Regions from separate parts of the Hordeum vulgare genome. Here region 2 is linked to region 1. A link is a contact called in public Hi-C data. All regions are on one chromosome and are shown on one strand. The core of a region is the stretch at or near the end of the contact, and the rest is flanking DNA. Distances in the headings are between cores, read along the strand shown. Region 1 holds the start of LOC123402822 (ethylene-responsive transcription factor 2-like). Region 2 has its middle 6.9 kb from the start of LOC123403589.

Region 1 (4,880 bases), core at 1,531-4,030:
TCTAAATAGTCCAGCACCTCCACAGAAGAGTTGTAATACTCAAGTTCACTTACTGCTCCTAAGAAAATGCCACCATGCTCAATTTCCAGTGTGAAAAAAGGAATGCAAACACTTTTTCCCATTAATGAATCACACACTGCATCCAAACAGGGCAAAATTCAGTTAAAACTAGAGCTGTCTGCCTAAATACCCTAACCTAAATGAAACACACAACAACATATGTTACACAACAACACAACAACTCTTCTTCTCACCAGATCTAACAAAAAATGAAACAAACAACAACACAAGAACAGCTGCCTGCCTAAATACCCTAACCTAAATCCATAATCAGATGTACAACATATGTTACTCACCAACTCTTCTTCTCACCAGAGAATAGCATGAATCAGATGTACTAACAAGGGAGAAGAGACCTAACAGCAGCAAACCAAAGAGTGAGGAGGAGATAACGAGGGAGAAGAGACCTACCATAATCTGGGGGGTACACAGAGGGCGGCCGGACGAGGTGTGTCGACGCAGGCGGTTCCCGGCCGCCGAAGAACTCCGGCGACGCCATGACCCGAAGATAAGCTGCCGCGCGCGAGGAAGCAGAGGGAAAGAACAGAGAGGAAAAGTGTTGGAAATATGCCCTAGAGGCAATAATAAATAAGTTATTATTATATTTCTTTGTTCATGATAATCGTTTATTATCCATGCTATAATTGTATTGATTGGAAACACAGTGCATGTGTGGATACATAGACAAAATACTGTCCCTAGTAAGCCTCTAGTTGACTAGCTCGTTGATCAAAGATGGTCAAGGTTTCCTGACCATAGGCAAGTGTTGTCACTTGATAACGGGATCACATCATTAGGAGAATCATGTGATGGACTAGACCCAAACTAATAGACGTAGCATGTTGATCGTGTCATTTTGTTGCTACTGTTTTCTGCGTGTCAAGTATTTGTTCCTATGACCATGAGATCATATAACTCACTAACACCGGAGGAATGCTTTGTGTGTATCAAACGTTGCAACGTAACTGGGTGACTATAAAGATGCTCTACAGGTATCTCCGAAGGTGTTCGTTGAGTTAGTATGGATCGAGACTCGGATTTGTCACTCCGTATGACGGAGAGGTATCTCGGGGCCCACTCGGTAATACAACATCACACACAAGCCTTGCAAGCAATGTGACTTAGTGTAAGTTGCGGGATCTTGTATTACGGAATGAGTAAAGAGACTTGCCGGTAAACGAGATTGAAATAGGTATACGGATACTGATGATCGAATCTCGGGCAAGTAACATACCGAAGGACAAAGGGAATGGCATACGGGATTATATGAATCCTTGGCACCTAGGTTCAAACGATAAGATCTTCGTAGAATATGTAGGATCCAATATGGGCATCCAGGTCCCGCTATTGGATATTGACCGAGGAGTCTCTCGGGTCTGCACACTTAAGGTTCGACGTTGTTTTATGCGTATTTGAGTTATATGGTTGGTTCCAAATGTTGTTCGGAGTCCCGGATGAGATCACGGACGTCACGAGGGTTTCCGGAATGGTCCGGAAACGAAGATTGATATATAGGATGACCTCATTTGGTTACCGGAAGGTTTTCGTGCATTACCGGAAAAGTTTCGGGCTCATCGGTAGTGTACTGGGAGTGCCGGGAGGGGTGCCGGGGACCATCAGGAGGGGTGTCACGCCCCAAGGGGTCTCATGGGCTATGGGAAGAGATAAATCAGCCCCTAGTGGGCTGAAATAAGTTCCACTAAGGCCCATAAGGTTTGAGAAGGAAAAAACACAAGGTGGAAAGAGTTTCCAAGTGGGAAGGTGGAATCCTACTCCAAGTAGGATTGGAGTAGGACTCCTCCACCTCCAATTTCGGCCAAACCTTTAGGTTTTGAGGCTGCCTCCTCCCCTCCCTCCCTCCTATATATAGTGGGGTTTTATGGTTGATTTGAGACAACTTTTGCCACGGCAGCCCGACCACATACCTCCACGGTTTTACCTCTAGATCGCGTTTGTGCGGAGCTCGGGCGGAGCCCTGCTGAGATTAGATCACCACCAACCTCCGGAGCGCCGTCACGCTGCCGGAGAACTCATCTACCTCTCCGTCTCTCTTGCTGGATCAAGAAGGCCGAGATCATCGTCGAGGTGTACGTGTGCTGAACGCGGAGGTGCCGTCCGTTCGGCACTAGATCGGAACGGATCGTGGGACGGATCGTGGGACGGTTCGTGGGACAGTTCGCGGGGCGGATCGAGGGACGTGAGGACGTTCCACTACATCAACCGCGTTTCTTAACGCTTCTGCTGTGCGATCTACAAGGGTACGTAGATCGGAAATCCCCTCTCATAGATGGACATCACCATGATAGGTCTTCGTGCGCGTAGGAAATTTTTTGTTTCCCATGCAACGTTCCCCAACAAAAAGGGGGCGCACGAGGGAGAAGAACGATAGAACAGAGAGGAAGCATCGACCGCACGAGGGAGAAAGAGACACTGCTCCCGTTGTTCCAACAGTAGTTACTAGGTTTATTAAATGCAGGTGTTTCTCAAATAGCAACAACACACTAATAACTGACAAAGGGAAGGGCTACTTTGCAAAACAACCAAGACTGCCCCACTCTGTCCACTTGGCGCGCTGTGAGTGGCTGTGGACTAAAAGTGCACAAGAGGTGCAAGTTCTAGGATGAAATAGGTGCACTTTGCTACTTTTAGGATCAAACCATCACATTGCTAACAAGTTCTAGTATCCCAATGCTATTACCTCAAAAGAAATGAAGGAGTAGTTAGTAAACTCGTTGATACTTATGTTAGCGTGAGTACTCCACTAATCCACTACACCATCACCATCTTCCAAAACGATAAGAAAAAAAAGAATCCAATCACGTGCGGTTAAAGCAGGAACGTTCGGCGAAACTGGAAGCACGTGACACCCTTCCGCGCTCTGTATATAAACCGGGGACCGAAACCAGCTCCTCCACAGAATCCATCCACTGACCCGCGAATTCGAAGAGCAAACTCAAATCATCCTAGGACCAAACGCGACTACACCGGACAAGATGCTGCTGCTTAATCCGGCGGTCGAGGCGGCGGTGCTGGACAGCATCCGGCAGCAGCTCCTGGAGGAGCCGACGGCGCCGGCGCGGCCTGCGTACTGCCGGAGCGCGAGCTTCGGCAGCCTCGTGGCGGACCAGTGGAGCGAGTCGCTCCCGTTCCGGCCCAACGACGCCGACGACATGGTCGTCTACGGCGCCCTCCGCGACGCCTTCTCTTGCGGCTGGCTCCCCGACGGCTCCTTCGCCGCCGTCAAGCCCGAGCCCCTGCCTTCCCCTGACCCGTACGACGGCTCCTGCCTCGGCAGCTTCCTCGCGTCGCCCGGGCCCGCCACGCCGGACGAGGCGGCGTCGACGGCAACGTGGACGGAGGAGGCCGAGGTGGCGGCGACGGCATCGAGGGGGAGGCACTTCAGAGGCGTGAGGCAGCGGCCGTGGGGCAAGTTCGCGGCGGAGATCCGGGACCCGGCCAAGAACGGCGCGCGCGTGTGGCTCGGCACCTTTGACAGCGCCGAGGACGCCGCCGTGGCGTACGACCGCGCCGCCTACCGCATGCGCGGCTCCCGCGCGCTCCTCAACTTCCCGCTCCGCATCGGCTCCGAGATCGCCGCCGCAGCAGCAGCCGCGGGTCAGAAGCGCGCGTCTCCCGAGCCTGCGAGCTCCGACTCTGCTTCTCCCTCCTCCAGCGCGCCCGGGTCGTCGAAGCGGAGGAAGAGAGGCGAGGCGGCGGCAGCGTCCATGGCCATGGCTCTGGTGCCGCCCACGCCGGTGCAGGCTCCGGTCCAGCTCATCCTCCCAGCCCAGCCGTGGCTCGCCACCGGCGCCGTCCAGCAGCTAGTGAGCTGAAGCGGCGAAGCAATCAGTGGTCGTTCTCATGAGCTTCATGCGTTGAGCAAATGGAGGAGAGGAACAGGGCATCTCCACGGGTCAATGGCGTAATGCGTCGATCAAAGAAACTGCGACCAGTTGGAGGCAATTACGCGCCGCGCCACGCCACGCCACGCCATTGTGAAGTTTGTGTGGTTCCGTGTGAAACTTGTCGCTAGAGTTAGTGGCGTCGGCACAGTAGCAACTAGCAAGTGGGTGCAGTGGAATTCTGGAAGCCGGTTTGTAAGAGGTGGTGAGGGTGCAGTCGCAAAACTTGCATGACCGTTCTCTTCTCCAATGGAGAATCTTCTTTGTTCAACTGCTGTTTGGTACTACGATAAGTGAGTGATTCCTTTTAAATTTGCAGGTTTCACTTTGATATGATAGTTTAATACTACCAGAGAAGAATATACATCGACGAATGAAGAAATGTCTGCGTTGAGACCGGGAAGGAGCACATGTTTTTGACTGTTAAAAAACTGGGACGAGAGGCGATGCACGGCACGATTAGCCGGAAGGTTTTGTCAACGGACAGAGACCTGAAGGCCAATCCAGAATTCCAGTGGACCACTAGCGGCCCTCGCTGAATTAAACAAACGTGAAATACGATGCGGCAGGGGCGAGGCTAACACGCACTTGCGGATTAAACTAGCGTTGCTTTGCTTGCTTTGTGCCGTTTAGGTAATCATCAACTTTGAAGCGAGGCACAAAGGAGTCAAGATATCATTTTGATCACGCCTGGATATATTATACTCCCTCTATAAACTAATATAAAAAAGTTTAGATCACTTATATTAGTTTATAAAGGAAGTACTCCCTCCGTTCCTAAATATAAGTCTTTTAAAAGATTTCACTAAATGACTATATACGGAGCAAAATGAGTGAATAATCTACACTTTAAAGTATGTTATATACATCCATATATAGTCTCTTAATGAAACTTGTAAAAAGACTTATATTTAAGAA
Region 2 (4,880 bases), core at 1,647-4,146, 360 kb before region 1:
ATTTTCTAATTGAATATGGACATTTCAATTCCGTTTTTAGGAAATTCAACTCGTTTTGATAGCAATTGAAGATGAATTGATATAAGACCCTTCTTTGAAACAGTTTCGTGAGCCACTCTCTTAGAAATTTCAAAATGAAGTGAACTACCCAATCTGTATGCGCCTTCCTTTCTTTTAACTTTGAGAAAAGGCCATCATGACTAGCTTTATTATTCGCAAAACAAGGTTTATCACCTATGAGCTTATTAACCAAACAATCTGGAAGCTCGTCTGTCCAACTAAAAGAAATCTTAGGACCCTCTTATCTGGCCAACGCCGGCTGTGGGAAGGCATGCATAGCAATTGCGAACGTTTTGATTAAGGGCAGCAATTTATTTAAAAAGATCTGGCGACTCCTAAAATCACTAAAAGAGTTGCTGCAAAAAGTAAGGATTTGGCATGTCCCACCAAATAAACTTGCCGACGTTTGCTTCCCACTCTCTTCCTATCGAAACTTTCGCAGACTCCTCTTTGTCGCTGACTTTCGCGTGAAAAAAATATTATTCCCTTCTTCTTCCTTTGTTTCTGAATGTAAGTCTTTTTAGGGGTTTCATTTCGATCAACATATGAATGTAGATATACATGTTTTAAAGTGTAGATTCTTTCATTTTGCTTCGTATATAGTTTTTATTGAAATATCCAGAAAGACTTACATTTAGGATCTGTTTGGTTGAAGACTAATTTTGCCAAGCCAAAGTATGGCAAGCCATCAAAGTGTGGCAAGCCATAAAGTGTGGCTGAAAAAACGAATGCCAAACTTTGGCAAACGTTGGTAAAATTTTTGACTCTATGACAAATGGGCCATAGAAACAATAAAGTGTGACAAGCCAAAGTGTGGCAAAAACCAAACATATGTCAACTAAACTGTGGCTGCCAAATTTTGATTTGGCAAAGTGTGGCTGGGAACCAAACATGCCCTTAAGAATGAAAGGAGTATATACTAAATCAGCTTCAAATCATATGAATTAGAGTGGGTACAATAACTGAAATAAGCGCTCTTTGCACATATAATAGGGAACTACTTATCGGTCGGTTAGGAAAGCAAAGGTGGTGAGCGGGACCCGAAGCGGCCAGCCATGCGCAGATAAGCAGAAGCGGACTCGGTCCGCTACACTCAGGTTATAGTCTAGACTCTAGGCTAGACTAGAGCTAGCCGATGGATACCCGTGCCGGCCTCAAGTGATCAGGATCTTAATCGGTCTCGCAACTTGGACTGGGAGAGGTCGGCCATAGTACAGCCTTCGTACCGTGCGTGTTGCCCAGGCATCATCCATCATGCGTACACTAGCTGTCACTACCGCGCTGTTGCGTGCGTGTCAAGGCAAAATCAATGATAAGCGTGCACATTAGATTAGATGCCGCCAAAATCACTGGTCCGATTAACTAACGCGGCGCACAAAGGACTCGGTCTGGCCAGCCCTTCATCAATCCGTGGGTGCATCCCGTACACCGGTTTGCCACAGGTCTCGTATCCTTAGGCCCTGTTTGAAACCATCCAAATTATATAATCCGGTTTTTATAATCTATTATGTCTTCAAACAGGAAAGATTATATTGTAGTTTATAAAAACTAACGCGGTAGTTTTGCCACAGGTCTCGTATCCTTAGGCCCTGTTTGAAACCATCCAAATTATATAATCCGGTTTTTATAATCTATTATGTCTTCAAACAGGAAAGATTATATTGTAGTTTATAAAAACTAAATGATCAGATTATTAAAAACTCATAATTTACTCTATCCCAGCTAAAATCATATTATGGATTACTAACGACCCATTATCCTTAGAAACTTGGAGATAATTACCTACTACCATCGTCACCGTCCTCCAAACATGTCCACCAAGATTATTACATTTGCAGCTGAAATACAGAAGACAGACATGTCATTGTACAATATAAAACCTGAGTTACAGTTTATATAATCTGGCCTCCAAACATGCCCACCTAGACTATTTTTCTAAATCAGATTATATAAACTATCTTCATAATCCAGATTATTATAATTTATTGTGGTTTCAAACATGACCTTATGCATACTTGTTGTGGTGCCAAACATAACTCGTGCTCAACATTTCTCTCTCCACGCGAGACGAAGATCAGCACAGATCGACGGCGACGAGTGCAGCCGCAGGCAGCTGGAGGAGTAAATGAGACGGTGCCGCTCGCGCCCGTACGTACGTGTCGTCGGGCGGTGACACGGCCGATCACATATCGAGTTTTACCTACTCGCATCACACAGGCACAAACTGGTCGACACGTACCCGTCCGTGTTCTTCTCGTTTCCCACCAGATGACCGGATCCGCAGGCAGGTCGGTTGTGGTTGGGTCTGAAATTTAGCCTGTACACATGCATGCACACCGCCAACAGTTTCTATCTGGCGGTAGGGGTCTTGTCAGGCCTTTTAGAGAGAGAGAGGTGTTGTCCATGGGCAATTATCGGGCATGTGGATTTCCCTTCTCCCAAACATGTGGAGAGACCTTGGCATCTTACGGTTTCAAAGGCAGCACGAAGTGGTTTCTGTAGATATTTCTCGAAGACAGGCGGGAAGCACGAAGCTGTTGTTGAGTTTAACTGCCAGCGCGAATCACGAGGTTAAACCTGACTTGCCATACCACCGGGTTCGGAACCCGTTTGTGGGCAGACCATGTCAAACGGGCGGACTAGGCGCCAAGAAGAACCGAACCCCGTTTGCGGTTCGACCCCCCCGCGCATCACGGCTCCAGACGACGCCAATTTAGGGCAGGCCGAGCCGGGGGCCCGAGCGGCGAGCCAGACGGATTTTCTCGCGTTCTGGACCCGGTTTTGTCGCGGGTCCCGAACGCTTTCAGTGCGTAAGCCTCGATCTCGCTGGGTCGACCCGTGCGTGCGTGCCGGCCGGCCGAGCGCCCACACACGCATGGCACGGCACAGAGCGCCAGGTCCTCACTTTGCGACGTCAGCCATTGTTGGGCCCAACTACTACACTACACTACACGTCTACACCACGTCCTCGTCCAGCTCTTCCGCCGGGGTCGGGCCACGCGGTTTCCTGCGAGCACACTCCCAAACTTATCCGCTGCATAGATGTCTCCGTTTCTTCGGTCATCATCGTGGCCATGCATGCATGCCAATCTTAGGCAGTGCAGTGCAGTGCAGCGCAGCGGAGCTAGATCAGATCGCCGTTGAAGCATCCACGTTCAGACCAGATCATATCACCGTTCATGCATGGACGCGTTTGCTTGCTTACCGGCAGCGCTCTCTGCTTTTAATAACTAATCCCGGTAAAAGATCGCCGCCTAGCCGTGGTCCTCCAGTGACCATATTATTTTTACGACGGCACAGTCCCTATACAGGGGCTGAGCTATCTATCATGGAACTGATGAGTGGTTACACTAGACGCCCTAGGTTCCAACGAACCGAATTCGACAGGCGCAGACACGGACACGGACGCGTGATGGGTCGACCGGAACTTGCAGGGTGAAAAAACAAGCCGACACACTCGCCATCGCCGTGACAAAACCTGCCAAATCACCTCAGCCCGGCACCCGCATTTTCGTTTTGTTTTCGGGAATATCTCGGCAGCATCCGCGTCACCGCCCGCCTGGGTTGTAACGAGCCGCTACCAATCCCGGACGAGGAGATGGCCCTATCGGTGTTGCAGGAAAGAAGGGAGTGCTTGTCACGCTGTTGCGTTTTATGTTTAATGTAAAACAGCGGCATTGCTTTGAACGCATGGACAGACGCATAATCAGTAACATCGCTCAGGTCCACCTCGGACTCGTAGTTGAGACCGATGCCAGCCAGCAACCCGCCTTCTCCGGGACTCTGGAGCCACCGATGCACCTACGTGTTCACATCTCCATTTGCAAATGTCCATCTGCTGCTTGCGGTGCAATTGCCAATTGCCATTTGCCAGACGAGTTTTTTTTACCGCGCGATGGGATGAACACAAAATCGGTGTCTCTCTGACTGACCCTGACCCTCGGCTGACCGCGTCTACTTGTAGAGGGAGGTGATCACGAAAGAAGCATGGCCGTATATACCGGAAAAAGCGCATTCTTGGACCGGCGTCGGTGGCGGCAAGCGGTTGATCCGTTCGTGCGTTTTGACGCTGGGATTTGTCCCGCAGCGACGGACGGACAGCGCGGATCGCTTCGGGCAGCCAGAATTCCCGCCGGTGATTGTTTAGCCGGAACTGAAGATCCCGAGATTTGGACACGCCGCATAATTAAGTACGGGAGACAGACCACGATGATTGTTTAGCCGGAACTGAAGATGAGATGGCGTGAGAGCTAACTTTTATCTGGCAACTTGCTCGCCCGTCGTGGGTCTTCGGGGGAGACCCTCTGTTTTTGACTGCTTCAGTCAGGTGCTGCCTGCAGAGTGAGACAAGGAACACTTCCACTGCACTAGCTGGAATCACCATGGGCTCATTTTAGTATACTACTCCTAGTAACCAGCTAACCACTACCGGCCCGGTGCCATTATCTTATGACGAGTACTGTTTGCTTGCTCTCATGGATCGTGTGGAATTCGGTCAGGCACTCAACCGGTACGACGTGTTCAATAACTGAATATGCGGGGCTCGATTACTATTAGCACAGACTCGGCTGTGTCAAATGACGCAGCTAGAGCTGGTAGTCGTCTTTTTGACATCTAAATTGGAGCTAGCAGATGCCGCGTACGGATCAGCTTCATGAATCACTAGCAGACTTGGTCTCGCTTGGATCGTGCAAGTAACTGACAAAAATTCACCTAAAAGCTCATAATAACAGCCAAGGGCCAGAGTGGTAAGCCTGCGGCTGCAGGGGACCCGTGACCCCAACTTTGTCAGCAGACCAACTTGGCCTTCCAACAGATTG

What was found. Hi-C and Micro-C count contacts between places; a contact is called where the count stands out from the background.
Region 2: a contact with region 1 is called in a Hi-C map of seedling, with 7 times the contacts expected there. The contact joins the enhancer-like site here to the promoter of LOC123402822 in region 1. A contact is called at or near these places in 2 of 6 Hi-C or Micro-C datasets (leaf and seedling) and 1 of 1 datasets of contacts at active chromatin or transcription factors (embryo).

The regions. Positions count from the first base shown.
Region 1 is chr6H:408,132,392-408,137,271 of MorexV3_pseudomolecules_assembly, reverse strand. LOC123402822 (ethylene-responsive transcription factor 2-like) reads left to right here and starts at 2,780. Exons shown (of 1, transcript XM_045096780.1): 1 at 2,780-4,274. The coding sequence starts at 3,054. The coding sequence ends at 3,893.
Region 2 is chr6H:408,489,612-408,494,491 of MorexV3_pseudomolecules_assembly, reverse strand. No RefSeq gene overlaps it. Among protein-coding and RNA genes, the nearest start is that of LOC123403589, 6.9 kb to the left of the region's middle. Within about 2 kb of position 2,896, at least 3 of the 3 cell types and tissues checked have open chromatin away from gene starts, as enhancers often do. A contact at or near this core is called in leaf and seedling, where this site is marked.